Regions from separate parts of the Mus musculus genome. Here region 1 is linked to region 2. A link is a contact called in public promoter capture Hi-C data. All regions are on one chromosome and are shown on one strand. The core of a region is the stretch at or near the end of the contact, and the rest is flanking DNA. Distances in the headings are between cores, read along the strand shown.

Region 1 (2,862 bases), core at 79-2,578, 180 kb after region 2:
TCAGTGAGGGATTGTCTTGATTGTTGATGTTGGAGGACACAGATCACCGTGGACAGTGATGTTCCCTGTTATCTAGTCCTGGGCAATAAAGGAAACTGGCTGAGCATGCATGAAATGAGCCAGAGAGAAAACCAGCAAGGAGAATTTTCCTTCATGGTGTCCTGCCTGGAGTTCATGCCATGATTTCCTCCAATGATGGACGTATTCCAGCTTGTATGTAAAGATAATAAGCCCACCCACTAGTTAAGTTGCATTTACTTAGAGTGGTTTTATGACAGGAGCAGAAGGGATACCAGAGCATGGGGCTTCCTGTATGGTTGGGACTCAAGCTTCTGAACTAAAATAATCTTCCCACTTACTGGTGTGAATGTAACCCTGAGCCTGCAGATCAGCTAAGAATGCTCACAGCAGCTGGCCCTTGCATTCTCTTCTTGGAAAGGGGCCATAGGACAAGCTTGACCACACATAGTATTCACTACTGCTGATCATGTCTTCTCTGCACCTCCCAAGCAGACCCACATCCTTACTACAGAAGCCTGGATGCCCTCTTCCCTGGCTGGGCTGCATTGCCAAGTCTTCTGTCTGTGTATAGACCTTTCCCATGCTCTATGTAGATGATTCTCTTACTGATGCTGCTTCAAAGGGTTGCAAAGCAAGTTGATTCTGCCTCACAGTGTTAATTGCTGTTTGATTCCATCACAGAACCATCTGTTTAGGGCCAGGAAGGTAGCCTAAGCAGAGAATAGGAAGCTGAAACACATTTACACAGGACAGCCACAGCCACCTCCTGCTGAGCATTGTTCTAATAGGAATGAAACATTACAAATGCCAGACCTGCTTTCTCCCTTTGTTTTCGTTTTTAAAGAAAAGCCAGAAACCTGCATGTTTTTGAGAAAATTTCCAGTTTTTATAGAAATTGAAAATGAATTCATACTCTTTATAAACATAGTTGTAACCAAACAAAATATGTCTGTGGGCCACACTTGGCTGTAAGCCATTAGTGGTTGACCTTGGATTTACTATAACCAGTTACAGCTGGAGTTGAGGATGGTTGGAGCTTAGATTTGCTGAGATACCCTCAGATCTTATTAATAGACTCCTGACTTGCTTTATCAGACCCATCCACCAGCTTTTGCATGCCTTTTGCTGGCCTGTCTCCAGGGAGTTATCCCCACTTTTCTACTGTCTTTGACCACTTTGGCTTTCAAAGGGCAATAATCCAAGCTCAAAGATTTGGGAGATGTGTCATTGTCAGCTGCACCATGGGCACATGATGCTGAAGTATGAGAAGAGGAGTGGCAAAGTGCTGTGCTCAGGCGCTCAGTGATGGAGACAGAGGCTCACACTTATGACCTAATCGCTAACTCCTTGCCTTGATATTGCCACTAATTCCATATTAACTGTAAAAGAGCCAGAGCTCAAGAAGCCTGGAATGTGTGACTTATGTCCACTCTCACAGCTGTGTCTGTGCACAATATACTCACCTTATTGCAATGAAAGGATCTAGTCAGAGGGAGCTTTTGTCTGTGTTGAGAGTAGGGTTGCATTTACAGTAAGATATTGATTTCTGTCAATTAAGTTAATGCCACACTTTTACCCTGACATGTTTTCAGGATCTGTGAGAACATCCAGCCTTTTAAAACAGCTTATGCGTACCAATAAAGCTGTAGGAAAGGCAATGAATCTGGTCTTTTGCCAATGTTTGTATTACAAGCTAAAATTGAAACTGCTGGCAGGAGTCACATGTTGATTTTCTATTTCAAAATCAGAACATCATGCAGACATTTTACTGTAGCACATCCCAGGGCAGCTTGTCTAGAGTGGAAAAAGAACAGCTTAGGCTCCTAACTACACCTGCCTCCTGGGCTTCTGAGAAGCCCACTAAAGGCAAGGACTCCAGAAAGGAGAGATGCTGCTGATAGCAAGGCAAGAAAACAGAGGCAAGGAGTCCCCACACCAACACCTGCCCTCCTCTCTCCTGGTTCTCCTTCTACTGGTTGGTCAGGGCATAGTAGGAAATGCTCTGAGCACCTAACCAGGTAAAAGGTGTAAGGACAGATGCTGGCCAACTATGGCGTTCCATATGTAGAGGATTCCCCCATCTTTTCATGTTCTAACAAAGACTGACCTTTGTCCTAGGTTATATATAGCTTCTCTTTTACTGCACCCTGCTTTTCCCCTCTGTATATTCTTACTCTGTGGAATTCTGTACCTTTATGTGACAGCATGTCCTCTAGTTACACTTAGTCATACCATTTGTCAAGCAAATGAAAGGGCATTTTACTTTCCCTTATTTAAGACTTATTAAGAATTTATTTTTTCCCATTTTTATTAGTTTTAATATTTTGTGGAATGTGTTTCAATCAATCATAGTCGCCGTTTCACCCCACTTCCCCCCAAATTCACCCCACCTCCACCCACCCATTTTCAGGCCCTCTTTTATTTAAAAAAATAAAAACAAAACCCATCCAGTACAGTCAGTGCTGCCCATATACTTTTGAGCGTGTGGCCTTCCACTGGAGCATGACCAACCCATTGGGGCCTTCACCCTTAAACAAGACAGTGCTCCCTCTCCCAGCAGCAGTGCTCCCTCTCCCAGCAGCAGTGCTCCCTCTCCCAGCAGCAGTGCTCCCTCTCCCAGCAGCAGTGCTCCCTCTCCCAGCAGCAGTGCTCCCTCTCCCAGCAGCAGTGCTCCCTCTCCCAGCAGCTGTCACATGCCCATCGCTCTCCAGCTAGGGGTAGGACTTCATACATGCCTCCTCTCTCCATGTCAGGAGTTTTGTTTGTTTTTATGTATTAATTAAGTTATTTTTTCCTTTACATCCAAATCACAGCTTCCGGTCCCTCCTCTCCTCCCAGTCC
Region 2 (2,700 bases), core at 69-2,568:
TTTTCCAGCAGTAGCTGTAAGATTTGTTAACCAAATGAATCCCAGTTTCAACAAGGAACTCTGCTCAGCCTGTGTGTGACAGTTTGGCCTCTGAGGACAGTGTCTGCCCTGACAGCACTTTCCCTGATAAGGTTATCCCCTCTCTCCTTATTTAAAATGGCATACTGAACATTTGGCTTTTAAAAAAAATCATAATCACATAACAGGTGTCCAAAAGTAATTGACATTTGCTGGCTTTCAGGGAACACTCGACTTCTCCTATCAACAGCCACAGCTAGTTTTGATCTCTACAGTGCCGGTAGAAGCTGAAAAGCCAACATTGTGGTTTATGCAAAGTCACCTTGTGACTCCATTTGCTGCTACTGATCCTTTTTGTGAGTGTGAGTTCTGGCACATGAGCTGTAAACATGTGTGCCTCTCAGTGCCCATACATCTGTCTGTGTCCTGTCTGTAAGTGCTCATGTCTGATGAGTATGTTTATGAATGCACATTTGCATGTAAATGCATGTTTGTGAACATGTGTGTATGTGACAGAAAAGGCCAGTGTATGTGTGTGTGTGTGTGTGTGTGTGTGTGTGTGTGTGTGTGTTTCTGTCTAGGTGTATGTTTTTCTGGTGATTGTGTGAATGTGTATATGATTATAAATGTGTATGCACTGAGTACAGTAAATATTAGGGTGTTTGAGATAGCACTAAGATATGTAGATATATGTAGTTGCCTGCTTAAGTACAAATTTGTAGGTTTGCGTTTTTCAGAAGTGCATACTGTGGATGTACTTTTGTAATTGTGAATGTATATCTGTGTGCCTAGGAATGTGCTATACATGACTGTACATTGCAGTCTTATGTGTATGACTGTGAGCATTGGATTAAAGAGTATTTGGTAATTTATGTTGTGAGTGCATGTATGCTTGTATGCCTGTGCTTATTGTATTTGGGTGCATGTGTGATTTTGTGCGCGAATATGAGCGTTGTGTGTTTGTGTGCATGCTTCAGTCTCCATGTGTATGTTCAGTGTGCGTTTGCCTGTGTATGCATGAGAGCACATTTGTGAGTGTTTGTGCTGTGAGCGACTGGGCGCTACCAAGCTCGCTCCTGCTCCTCCTGGGCGATCTGCCCCATCCAGGCTTGGCCTGGACAGAAGCAGAGGCCAGGGTCCTGGCAGGCGACTGAAGGATGTGCGCTGGGGTGAGCACGCAGCGCCTCCGCGGCCGCCACCGCGCCGGCTTTACCCTTTAAATCGGTCTCCAAGCCGCTTACTGCTGATCTCCCACGTGACGTTTTACCTTCTGTCTCCCGGAGCGCGTTGCCCGAGGACAGTCCTCTGGCTGCCGCGCGCCTCATAGCATAGCGCAGCCCGCCGCAGAGGCTGGGCTCCCGCAATACTTCGGGTGGAGTGACACTGGTGCGGGCGCCCTCGGAGGGCCACTCGTCACCGGGCTTCCGGGGAACAGGAGGCGTCGGGGGCCGGAGAGGGCGCGGTCGGGGAGGAGACGGTGCTGGTGCTCCAGCCCGGATAGGCGCCCTAGGTCTGGGCGGCGAGCGGGGTGCCCCGTGGCAGGCAGTCTGCGGTGCGTCCTCCCGGAGGGCAATCTGCGATGACCCCGCCAAGAAGCTGAGGCTACGACTCGAACGCCCTCCGCGCCCTCGCCATGCAGAAGAGCGTGCGCTACAACGAGGGGCACGCCCTGTACCTGGCCATGCTGGCGCGCAAGGAGGGCACCAAACGCGGCTTCCTGAGCAAGAAGGCTGCAGAGGCGAGCCGCTGGCACGAGAAGTGGTTCGCTCTCTACCAGAATGTGCTCTTTTACTTCGAAGGCGAGCAGAGCGGCCGGCCAGCGGGCATGTACCTTCTAGAGGGCTGCAGCTGTGAGCGGACGCCTGCACCACCCAGGACCAACGCAGGACCCGCAGGCGCCCGGGACGCTTTGGACAAGCAGGTACCTCGAACCCTCCTTTCCCTGGCTTCCAACCCCAGACGCCTCGCTGTCTTGCTTGTCCGACTCTGGTGCTGGGTGGACAGCTGACAGCGCAGGGACAAGTGCTTGGAGACCCTGTAGCAACGCATGTCCCTGTGAGTGAGCAGAGAGATTCTGACACCACCATCCTTTAACCCCACCACCTAGCGACCAGCTGGGCTAGAGACCAGGCTGGTTTAGCTTAGCTTAGGTTTTGGTTTTTATTATTTATTTATTTATTTATTTATTTATTCCTTCGCAATCCTCTTAGAGGTTAGGTCAGATTTCTCTCAGTTTCTTCCCTAACCACTCCGTGCTGTTCTAGACCTTAATGTGGCAAGTGTCTGTTGACACCTGTTGGATTTAGATTGGTTTGGTGAGACCAAACTACCCTATTTCGGAAAGTTTGGTTTCTTTTTTCACTGGCTCCGGACCGGCAGAGTTCTTTACCTGCCAGTGATGGCTTACCCGTAGTTCTGGGCACCAATCCCACTACCAAGACGGACGCGTTTGTTGGTCCTTGTCAATCATGCGTTGTAGTTTAGGTCTTGAGAATGTTTGCCCACCGAGGTCAGCATAAAGACACTGTCTCCCAAGAATTAGCATTTGTCCCTGAGTTTATGTTTAAAAACATGGGCATTTAAAAAGAACGCTCTGTACTTTAAAGTAAATGAGACCTTTTAGTTGTAGGTCATAATTTGAATGGGTTTGTTGTGTGCTCAAGGCGTGGAGAAGGCAATGGC

What was found. Promoter capture Hi-C pulls out the DNA fragments that hold promoters and counts their contacts.
Region 1: a contact with region 2 is called in a promoter capture Hi-C map of hippocampal neurons, with 4 times the contacts expected there. The contact joins the enhancer-like site here to the promoter of Rasgrf2 in region 2. A contact is called at or near these places in 8 of 39 promoter capture datasets (3T3-L1-derived adipocytes, the HPC-7 cell line, embryonic stem cells and 4 more), 1 of 115 datasets of contacts at active chromatin or transcription factors (a beta-TC-6 cell line) and 3 of 9 other capture datasets (adipose tissue, liver and pancreatic islet).

Annotation. Positions count from the first base shown.
Region 1 is chr13:91,954,272-91,957,133 of GRCm38.p6, reverse strand. All of the region lies in intron 18 of Rasgrf2 (RAS protein-specific guanine nucleotide-releasing factor 2), which reads left to right. Among named protein-coding and RNA genes, the nearest start is that of Gm46435, 31 kb to the right of the region's middle. Within about 2 kb of position 1,328, at least 41 of the 459 cell types and tissues checked have an H3K27ac peak or open chromatin away from gene starts, as enhancers often do. A contact at or near this core is called in 3T3-L1-derived adipocytes, adipose tissue and hippocampal neurons, where this site is marked.
Region 2 is chr13:92,130,446-92,133,145 of GRCm38.p6, reverse strand. Rasgrf2 (RAS protein-specific guanine nucleotide-releasing factor 2) reads left to right here and starts at 1,318. Exons shown (of 28, transcript NM_009027.4): 1 at 1,318-1,939. The coding sequence starts at 1,652.